2 separate regions of the Arachis hypogaea genome follow, and region 1 is linked to region 2. Evidence: chromatin contacts called from public Hi-C data. All regions are on one chromosome and are shown on one strand. Each heading gives the region's core, a stretch centred on a gene start, on an enhancer-like site or on the middle of the called end of the contact. The rest is flanking DNA. Distances are from core to core; before and after follow the strand shown.

Region 1 (5,864 bases), core at 1,290-3,789, 43 kb before region 2:
GATCTTCTTCTTCTTTGCCATGGCGGAAGGGGACGCAGCGGCGAGATGATGTCATGGCAGAGGGGACGCAGAAGGGACGCAACGGTGTGTTGAAAAAGAAGCAGCGAACACGAGAACGCAGCGAGGTATTGCCATGGCGGTCTGGCGAAAGGGGACGCGAAAGGGGACGTAGTGACGTGTTGAAGAAGAAGAAGTGGCAAACACGAAGAACATGGTGAGGTGCAGCGGCGTGCCATAGTGGTCTTCTTCAACTGTCATGGCGGGAGGGGACACAGTGGCATGTTGAAGAAGAAGAAGTAGCGAACACGAAGAAGAAGAAGAAGAAAAAGGTCGCCAGAGATCTCTGCCATCATCGGAGCTCTCTTCCGACGACCACATCAGCATTTTTCACTCACTGTGACGTCATTCTTTCATGGTTGGATGATTTTGTTAAATTTTAAAATCTTTCAGGGGCTATTTTGTCAATAACAAAAGTCAGGTATCATTTTGTCAGCGCCATAATCTTTCGGGTACCGATTTAGTATTTACCTCCACAAAGAAACGATTCTTTTTCTCTCATCTTCTTCCATTTATATGCTTCTCTCTACATTCTACTTGTAAGTTATTTCACTACATATGTGATCATTGTTACTTATACTTTTTTTTTTGAACCATAAGAGCTCAACACATTGAAGTGGAGCAAAGAGAAAGAAAGAACAAATAAATACAACACACTAGACACAATAAAAGGTATACTCCGTTGTCATCTCCGGCATTGCCATCAACAACCAAACGGATTAATACCGTCCCAATTTCTGTAGCTCAAAAATGATCTAGTCTTGATCTCTTCAACACCTATCTCAGTATTATGAAAAACTCTACTATTCCGTTCCAACCAGATATTCCAAACAACTGCAAAGAAGCTCATCAACCCCTTCTTTTGCTGAGACTTACAGCCTGGTACTCCAATCCAGCTCTCAAAAAACTCTTTAACAGTTCCCGGCATAGTCCAGTCTCTACCAACACACGTTAGCCAAGCGCACCACACCTACCATGTAAACTCACAGCTAAAGAACAAATGATGCACACATTCTATATCCTTTTTACACAGCACACAGATATTATCATTATGATTAATAATTCCGAATCTACTCAGCCTCTCCTTCATGTTGACCCTGCCAACTAAAACGAACCATGCAAACAGTTCAACTCTTAGAGGAACCAGGCCTCTCCAGATGGTACTAGTGAAACTGTAACTTGTGATGTCCGCTGAGATAGTTTCTTTCTGCAGTACCTGCATAAATGAGTTAGTGGAAAAAATACCTTTCTTGTCAAATTTTCATATGACAGAATCCTCTCTATCAACCGACAACTTCACAACTTGTAACCGGTCATGAAGTTGGTTGAACAACTTTAACTCCCATTGGAACAGTTCTCTACTCCATTCAAAGTTCCAAACCCACTCTAACCCATCCCAAAGCCCACAGTCCCCTATTACAGATCCTTGTTGGTTTGAAACAGAGAAGAGTCTTGGAAAACTATCCTTCAAAGAGCCACTTTGTAACCAACTGTCCTCCCAAAAACGAATACGTCTGCCATTTTCCACCTCCATAGACAAACCACTAATCATCATATCTCTCACCTGTTGATCCTTCATATTAAGCTGGCAAATATCTTTCCATGGTCCCCCTTTAGATGGTAAAGGTTGTTGTGACAGCATTAAAGATGGGTTCAATTGATTACAGGAACAAAGAACATTCTTCCATAATGGGCAGTCTTCCTTAGAGAAACGCCACCACCACTTGAACAGAAGCGACACGTTCTTGAGTAATGCATCCCCGACACCCAACCCACCTTGCTTCTTAGGAGCTTGAACCACCTCCCATCTCACAAGCGGTATACCAGTATTCCCATCTTCTTTACTCCACAAAAACCTTCTTTGTAGTCCAATAATCTTTTCTGCAACCGCTTTTGGCATCTTATATAAGTTTAAGTAGTAAACTGGAAGGCTATTTAGAACCGATTTAATGAGAACCAACTTACCAACCTTGTTAAGAGATTTAGCTTTCCAAAGGCTAAGCTTATCTTCCACCTTGTCTATGATCGGTTTTCAGGTCTTCACCAACCGAGGATTTGCGCCTAAGGAGATTCCCAAGTACCTGACCGGTAACGCAGCTTCAGTACATCCCAACAGACCACACATATTAGTCACCCATGCCTTCTCACAATTGACTGAAATCAAGCTTGACTTGTCGTAGTTAATACTCAGGCCAGACATTAGCTCAAAACAACGTAGGAGTCTCTTGTAATTCAACACTGTCTCCGTGTCCTGAGGGCAGAACAACATCGTGTCATCTGCGAACTGGAGATGCGACAGCTCTATGTTGTCCCGACCCACCAACAATGGAGAAATACGTCCATTCCTTACTGCCTCACCCACCATCCTGTGCAATACGTCAATGACAAGAACAAAAAGAAAAGGAGAGAGCGGATCTCCTTGTCTGAGTTCTCTTTCCATCTTGAACGGCTTGGATGGTGACCCATTAATCAACACTGACATAGACGCTGTGGTCACACATTCCTTCACCCATGTCCTCTATCTAAGACCAAAGCCCATCTTCTGTAGCACTATATCCACAAAGCTCCATCGTACCATGTCATAAGCTTTCTGAAAGTCTAGTTTGATAATTGCCGCCTGCTTCCTTCGTAGCTTCAGCCATTGGACCGTCTCACAAGCGATGAGAGCACCATCATGTATTTTTCGACCTTTTACAAATGCAGACTGGGTCTCCCCCACTAAACGTGGCATCACTGGGCGCATTCTTCTTACCAGCACTTTTGATATCACCTTATAAACACAACCCACCATACTAATCGGTCTTAGGTCTTTGATTTTCTTGGCCCCCACAAACTTTAGGGCTAGAGCCACCCACGTTACATTAGTCTCTGTTGGTAGCTTCCCACTCTGAAAAAACCCAACACAGCTATAGTAAATTTCTGGCCTATCTCCTCCCAACATTTCTTTATGAAGTTCATATTATAGTCATCGCTACCCTGAGCTTTACTTGAATCACAATCCCAAACCGCCTCTCATATCTCCTCCGGCGTTGGCATTACCTCAAGCACTGCTGCCTCTTCCTCCTCAATCTGTTTTACCAACCCATCACGGATGCCAATAAAAAGAGCATGTTCCTGCCGATACAGATCTTTATAAAATCCTATAATCGCAATCTTTATTCTGGCCTGGTTCCGCACCAATCTTTCATTAATCACTAAAGAGTCAATCCTGTTGTTCCTCCTTCTAGCTGATGCTAGGTTATGGAAGTACCTGGTGTTCTTGTCCATATCTCTAGCATGTTAAGACCGAGACATTTGCTTCCAATGAATCTCCTTTCTAGCATGCCATTTTGCACAACAAGTCACAAGAGCCTTCCGTCTAGCCTCATTTGTTTCGTCATAAGAACCCGCACTAACGACATCATCAATCTTCTTTATCTCTTCCTCAAACTTCTTTATCCTGTTGTCCATATCCCCAAAATTTTTCTTGTGTCATCTCCTTAGCGAAACTCTCAAAGCCTTCAGCTTATTTGTGAAAAGGTCATCACCCAAGTTCTTTCACTCATCTTTTATTTTACTTGTTCTATTTGAATTATTAAATGATTCCATTATTTAACCTATTATTAAACCTTAGCCCATCTCTAATAATTGTTCTTATTTTGTTTGGATTTTGTTTTGATTGAAAATATATAATAGAGTGAAGATTCGATACGATTTTTATTTATTTTTACGAAAAATAACAAGATTTTTTGTATAAAAAAAAAAAAGCATTTCGGCATCCTAATCTTATTATTTTAAGACAATGTAATGTTTCACTAAAAAATGCGCTAAACACTAATAGAAATTGATTTTGTATTAGTTTTATTTATAAGATTATTGTTAAAATTAGTGTTTCAAGAAGAAAAAATAAGTATAGTACGAAGATTTAAAAAAAAAATGTCAGATAAAAAATAGAATAACAGAATATTAATGATGTTTTTGTTGGTGTTAATAATGGTAATGATAGAAGAGATAATGATAAAGATGAGGGATGGTGAATTAAGGCTGCGTTTGTTTCAGAGAATAGGACAGGATAAGACACTGAAAATAGAACAGGACAAGACATTGAGAATAGAACAGGACAAGACACTGATGGATAGAGACACAAAATTTTGTGTTCTTGTATTCTATTTGGTGATAAAATAGAACAAATTATGAAAATTTAATTTATTCTCATTTTTTTTCATTCAAAAAATTTGAGATGAAAAATATAATAATTAAAATATATAATTATAAAAAATTAACAAAAATAATGAAAAAAAGAATGAAAAATAAGTTGTGTCTCTTGTTAGTGTTTCTGTGTCTTTCTTGTCAGGATGAACACAAAATACACTAATTCAGTGTCTCTAGACACACTATCTCTGTCCATGTCTCCTCTGTCAAACATGATTTTGTGTCTCAGTGTCAATATTTCAGTGTCTTGTCTCTGTAAACAAACGCAGCCTAATAGATCAGAATTAGTAAAGATAGAAGTTATGATTATGAGAATGAGAAAGGTGATGATAATAGTAACGATAATAATAAAAGTTGGTTTATTTGGTGCAAAGAATTTTATGGGAGTTTGAAACCTCCACATATTACATTGAAAGCCATCACAAAGCTAATTTCTATCAGTATTTGATGGACTTTTTGATAAAGATATTACGCCGTCTTAAAATAATAAAATCAAGGGACAAAGTATATTTTTTTCATTTTTGTTATATGTTGCATTTTTTTTGGGGTAAAAATGGACATAATTGAGTCTTCATTCTAAAAAATACTTGGACACCTTTGAATAATAATCATCTTTTCACAATCATCGATCTTAACTTCTTTTGTATTCACCCCAACTAAATATGTTGTGCTACATTTTTTCACAACACACAACTATATATGTTGATAGATAGGTCCATGATTTAAATCAATTCATGAATAAAAAATGCTTAAAACTAAATAAAGAACTAATAAGATTGAGCGTGCTCTAAAAAAATAATGAGAAATTTTATTTTGAATGGAAAAAACTTAGTGATATATCATACTATTAATACTAGTTCGAAATTTACTATCAGTTTTGTAAAAATAAACAATTACTACACATTAAAATATTTTAGATTGTAACAAAAGGATTTTATTAAAATAAAAAATAATAATAATTAATTCCATAAATATGGATGGACTAAAAGTGAGCCCAAAAAGTGTACTACCAATTTACTCCCTTCTCCTGCAAAATGGGAAACTTAAATTAAAGATAAATAAATAATTATATATATGAAGAAATAATTTTAAATTTCAAATGGGTCCACATACATTGTGGATGGTTTGGGCCTCATCAATGTCATGGGTGGTCGACCAAAAGATGTCATTGGTGACATCATAGTGATGCAATAAACCCAATAAAAATGTTATTTAAATAATAAATTTAGCTAATACATATTTTAAAGATATATGATAAAACTATTATTAATAAAATTTTTTAATAAATATAAAATAAATACATTAAAATTTAATTTTTTTATATCTTTAAGAAAGACTTTTTCATTTATAATTTTAACATTGTCTTTGAGACATTTAGTCAAAGAAATATATTACTATTTAAATTTTTAATAGATAAATATTTAAATATTTTATATTTTTAATAAATATTTTTTATTTATAATTTAAAATATTTATTTCAAAATATAAAAAAACAAATAAGTCTTTTTAATATTTAAATGTCCCGTATTTTAAAAAATAAAAGACGTTTTTATATTTTTAATTAGTCAAAATTTTATTTATTTTCGATTTAAATTTTAATTGTCCAAGTATCATTT
Region 2 (5,894 bases), core at 2,549-5,048:
TAAAGTAGTAGTCCAATCTATTTCATTCGATCAATCTATTTCGTTACGACCTGGTCCAAGTTATAATATTTCCGGCCCACCAAGCAAAATCGATAGTTTTTTGGTCACCACATGTTAAAGCTAAAATTTTATTAAAAAGTGTTTTTACGATTAATATTACATATTTAAATTTTTTTTATAAATTAAATTTAACCAAATTAAATAATAAAACTTAAAATAATACTAACCATAAATTATTTTTGTTATGTTAGATAGTCTAATATATAGTATTATTCTATAATATACAAGGTCTCTCATCATTACTTCGATTATCACCATAACTAATTAACTCAACATAAAGTAACGTTTTCCAATTTCCATTGTAAGGAAAATAACAGTTCAATATCATTTGAAGTAGTCATTGTTAAAACATGAGTAAATCTTATTATCTACTCTTAAATACCTTAATATTCAAGTATTTTATCATCTAACTTGCACATAGTATATGCTAAAACTATTTTAACTAATTTAAACATCAAAATTCTTTACAAAATATCCCACCACTATCTAAATAAGGATAAAATAGATCATCCAAAAACGTTTGAAACATACCCATGCATTCTCTCCTTTTTTAATTAGTTTTAGATAATATCTTGAAATAATTTATTAACTGAACAATAATTAATTATATATATAAAGTTATTTACTTGGGATGGATTTTCTTTTTGTATATGATCTATATATTATTGAAGACAATAGTATACAAATATTAAACATTTTTTAAAAGGGTGTATATGGCTTTTTTTCAATATTAATTATCTTCTATTCATCAAAACTTAAATATAAGATAACTATTTTTTTTTCAAATAAAAAAAAAAAATTATTCCTCCAACAACAAACATATTTATATATATATGTGGCAATGGTTTGAGTCTTTCCTCGTTCGATATGAACAATGTGGGTTACCATGATTCTGAATACATGTCTCTCTCAAAATTCCCATTGGCGGAACCAACGTGGTCCATGGTTCCTCAAATTCTTCATATATATCTTTTGGTGGAAACAATCATTTTCCAGTATTTGATATTTCCCAAGAGACATGGCTTTATATACTAATATCAATTTTTTTTTGAAAAATAATATTCATATATAAAATATTCTTGACATTCATTAAAAATACCATTATTACTAATTGATTGTCACAACAATTAAAGTGTCGAATAGCGGCGATTTATTTTATTATTTGTGGCACTTTAAAATTGTTTTTTAGTGGCCGTTAACAAAAAAATCGCTGCTAATTTATCAGATATTGCTGCGCTTGATAAAATTACCAACCAAACCGCCGCATTCTTTCAACTTAACTGTGTCTACGTAAACTGACGCTAAATGGCTACCGCAATCCTCCACCTGTATTGTAGTGTGTGTATTCAAATTATTTTTCAATTAATAAAGGTGGAAACTCAAGTGAAGTCGACTTTACGTGAAGTTGTTACCTGAGAGCCGTTAGATGATTTGACTGATTTGACTAAATTTTCATCCAACGGTTCTCAAATATCAACTTCACGTGAAGTCGACTTCACCTGAGTTTTCACCATTAATAAAACAAAGAGAATATATATATATATATAGTTGTTAAAGAAGTACTCATTTCAAAATAGTGTTTATTATAAAGAGTGTATGTACACGTATGCGAGATTATTTTTCTTATAATCACAACTTGAACCCAAAACCACTAATTAAGGGAAATGAGTATTTGTGATTTGTCACTCCAACTAAGTGTGTACGTGTGTGTGCGATGGCCTAAGATATTGAAATGATAAATTGTCTTTCATTAAATTGCATAGAGACGTTGTTTTTCATCAAATTTATTTCATTTTATTACACTTATATTATTGTTTAGTGAATTAATTAAATTTTCTTAACTTAAAAATAAATAAAAATTTATTTAGTTCTTAGCTATGAAGCACATACACTTCACTGAGTTGTCATATTCGTGTGTCGGACACATTTTGAATACGACATTCGTCGACACTTGTCCAATACGCGTGTCTGCTGTGTCCAACCGTGTCTTAATAAAAAATAAAGGATAAAGTATTAAATTGGTCCCCTACATTTTGGCGTAATCCTGTTTTGGTCCTTAAGGTTTAAATTGTCCTATTTGAATCTAAAAAAGTTTCATTTAACTTTAATTTAGTCCCACCGGAGGTCAAAGATAAATAATTAACAAAATGTCCTATATGACAACAGTAGAAGAACAATGTCGATAATCTAGAGAATAAGTACAAGTTCCAGAATCACAAAATCAACCGTGGATGCATCAATACATTTATTTATCATTTTTCTTATAATTAAAATAAAATATTTTCTATAAAACTAAAAAAAATGTTAAATACATATATTGATGCATCCATGGATGATTTTGTGCATCTGGAGCTTGTACTTATTCTCCAAATTATTGACATTGTTCTTATACTGTTGCCATGTAAGACATTTCGTTAATTATTTATCTTTGACCCCACGGTGTGACTAAATTGAAGCTAAATGAACCCTTTTTGGATTCAAATAGGACGCTTTAAATCGTAAGAACTAAAACAGGATTACGCTCAAATGTAGGGGACTAATTTAGTACTTTACCCAAAAATAAAAAATTATTCTCCGGACACACTTGTACACACCTAAATATCATCACGTGTCGGTGTCGACGTGTCAAGTCTTATTCTTAACATATATTTTTGAAATAAATTTAGATATAGTATATATTGTTATTTATTAAAATAAAAAATATTTTAAATATTTGATAATTAAAATAAAATATTAAAAATAATTAAAAAATTAATTTATATTTTAATATTAATAAAATATCAAAATATTATTACAATTTATTTAAAAAATATTTTATATTTTATATATATATGTGCCTTCATATCTTATAAAATTTTAAAATTCTTGTGTCGTATGTGTTCTGTGTCCGTATCGGTATTCGTATATCATAGGTTCTTAAAAAGCTTAGAATCGACGGAACGAATTCAATTAAGAATTGGTAACAGAATTTGATTGGAACTATTCGCATCCTCCTGGTTTCTAGGGAGTGTGTTAAGATTATTTTTATGGCTACTTTGTGATATTAATTAATTATAATACAATTAATTAATATGTCACTGGCTTGCTTGGTGCAACTGTGCAAGTATAATTATTAATTAACAACCATTGAACCTCTTGATGCTGATAATAGTTAATAATCAAGTAGTCATATCTTTCACTAATTTTAATTCATTTTTTTTGTTATAATTTTTGTCGTTACATAACTAAAAAGATGCCTACAAATTGGGTTATTTTGTCCCAAACCCAAAATTTGCTTTGGTCATTTCTTCAGTTAAACAATACGAAGAAAATGGGCCCTACAGGCCCATATAAACAGTTGAGATGATTAAAATGCTACTATTTAAGTTTAACCAAGTTGGGTTGATCTAGTAATTAGTTCAATAGTTCACTTAAGTAAGAGTTAGGAGTTCAAATCTTACCTTGTGTATGTAGCAGCTTAGTGGCCAGCGACAAACCCTTAAATAGAGTTCAGTATTGTAACGGATTAGTCCTTAACTTACTGTGGAAAATCAAAAAAATAAATAAATAAATAAAATGCTACAGTTTAACCATGACTGCTTGACAAAAAAAAAAAGACCGAAAAAATAAATAATTGAACTACTGAATCTAGTCCTTTTTTTGGTAGGATGAATTTAGTCTTCATTCAATGCCTGATTGTGTATTTAGTTTTCCTTTTAAGTTTTGGATAGTATCTCCTAATCCTATAGATCAATGACTACTTAGTCATGGATAGCTATTTTTTTTTTAAATCCTTCTAAATTCTAATACCCTCTTCTTCCCTCATAACAAAAAGCGTCTAGCCTAATAAACTATTTTGTCGAAAAAAGCCCAAATACATTAGGGTACTTTTTGATATACTTTTTCACCATTGCCATTTGCCAATACTTTGAGAATGTCCTCTTTAGTATTGGCTCATTAAAGTCGCTAGGCGAAGACGGTTACCCAGTTTTAGTTTACAAGAAAAAATGGGAGATAGTGCAACAATCCGTGTATGGCTTTATAGAGGAGCTTTGAAGGAATCCAACTACTATAAGAGAGATCAACATGGATGAACGCGCGAATCGAATTGGATTGATTATAGCTAAAGTTTTAATTTAATTCTTATTTAAATTATCGGATCAAATTCAATATCCATATTTTTTAAGTTTAGATTCGATTTGAATCGCATATTTATAAATCGAATCAGATATCGGATATATTCATAAAATATATAAATATTTTTAAATATTTATTTTTGTTCGTATGAGAAGGAAATAGATGTGTAAATTGGCTAATTAGAAAAGAATTGAACATTCATCCTAACTTTCATTTTATTGATCAACCTCCTAAAGGATTAAGATAGATGGTCCGTAATGTTAGAAAAACAAAAAAAAAACAGTTAGAATTTGTCTTATTTAATATTTATTAATTATTATAATAATTAATAAATACTAAATAAAATAAATTATAGTTATTTTTGATTAATTTTCTTTGGTTACTAAATATTCCCATAGATTGTAGCTGATGATTTGAGAGGGGTCACCTTATCCCAAAACATTGTTGAGTTGCAATCTTGGGCGTGAGCCTCGCTTTCTCACAAAAAAATCTGTGGAATTTAATTCTATTAATGTTATTTTAAGTTTTTAACATAGCTAATAAGTATTGAATGATTGTACTGGATTATCTTCACAAAACTTTACTTATTCAATGCTTTGTCAGAACAAATAAATAATAAATAAAATAAGAATAAAATTTATTCAAAAAATAAAATTTAAATTCTTTAATATTTGTTTAAACGGATAAGTGAATTGATCATTCGACCAATTTAATTTAGTCTAATTATTTTGTTTATTCTATTATTAACTAGTCTATTTTTCTTTCAAGTATCCAGACAACAATTTATTTATTTATTTCAAAAGAATACATATTTAATCATAAATGTTAAGTGTTTCGGTTTAACCCGATCGACCCATACACAATAGTGACCTGTGCGTTATTTTACCTCTCAATGAAGATTTGGATAGCTGACAGAAACTTTCAGGCAGACAAATTCAAGTCAGAGGGCCCATTCGAATACAATATATAAATGAGGAGGAATCTACCTCTTTCCAAAGGTACGCTACCTTTATCCTAATAAACCGCTATATATATCTTACAGACGCTTATTTTAGCATTGGAGTGTTCTTGCAAGTGACTCCATCCCACAGACCCACCAATAATCAAGACAACATCTCTCCGTAAAACTCACGTCCAAGTTCAGATACCACTTTCACTTAACCTGTTGCTCATAATCTGATGTCCATCCATTCCACCATTCTAGCGAGCAACCAAACATTAAGCAAAAGGATTATTTACAGCTTTTACACCAACGGTTACTATTAAAATAATGTAACTTAGCTTCATTCACAAAGTAAAGGCCTGTTTAATTTGTTACTCTACCTTGTTTGGCTTTTAAAAAATGTTTTCTGTTTTTATTTTTAATATTTTTATTTCAGAATTTTATTCAAAATGAAAATGGAAATACTAGAAACATTTTTCTTTCAAACTTTTTCACAAAATCTTAAAAATAAAAAATTTAAAAAATGAAAATACAAACTAAATAGACCTGAAAGCACTCGGTAATTATAATTACTTGGCATGACACAGTATTATTAATCACTACTGAATATTAATCAATTGTGCACATGAACTTAATTACTATAATAATATTATTATTACTATCAGATGTTAAGTTATTTATGCCCGTGAGTTACAAGAAGATGTGGTAGGTGTTTCTCGATGTTATCGATTATGCATATATAGACGAAAAAGAAAATATATTAATAATTTAGAGC

What was found. A called contact is a pair of places that touch in the nucleus more often than the background predicts.
Region 1: a Hi-C map of leaf shows a contact between it and region 2, with 1.8 times the contacts expected there. The contact joins the promoter of LOC140176452 here to the enhancer-like site in region 2. A contact is called at or near these places in 2 of 8 Hi-C or Micro-C datasets (leaf and an unstated tissue).

What each region holds. Positions count from the first base shown.
Region 1 is chr11:3,377,348-3,383,211 of arahy.Tifrunner.gnm2.J5K5, reverse strand. LOC140176452 reads right to left here and starts at 2,539. Exons shown (of 2, transcript XM_072207828.1): 1 at 2,139-2,539; 2 at 1,319-1,988. The coding sequence starts at 2,539. The coding sequence ends at 1,319.
Region 2 is chr11:3,335,840-3,341,733 of arahy.Tifrunner.gnm2.J5K5, reverse strand. No RefSeq gene overlaps it. Among protein-coding and RNA genes, the nearest start is that of LOC112723738, 12 kb to the right of the region's middle. Within about 2 kb of position 3,798, at least 3 of the 3 cell types and tissues checked have open chromatin away from gene starts, as enhancers often do.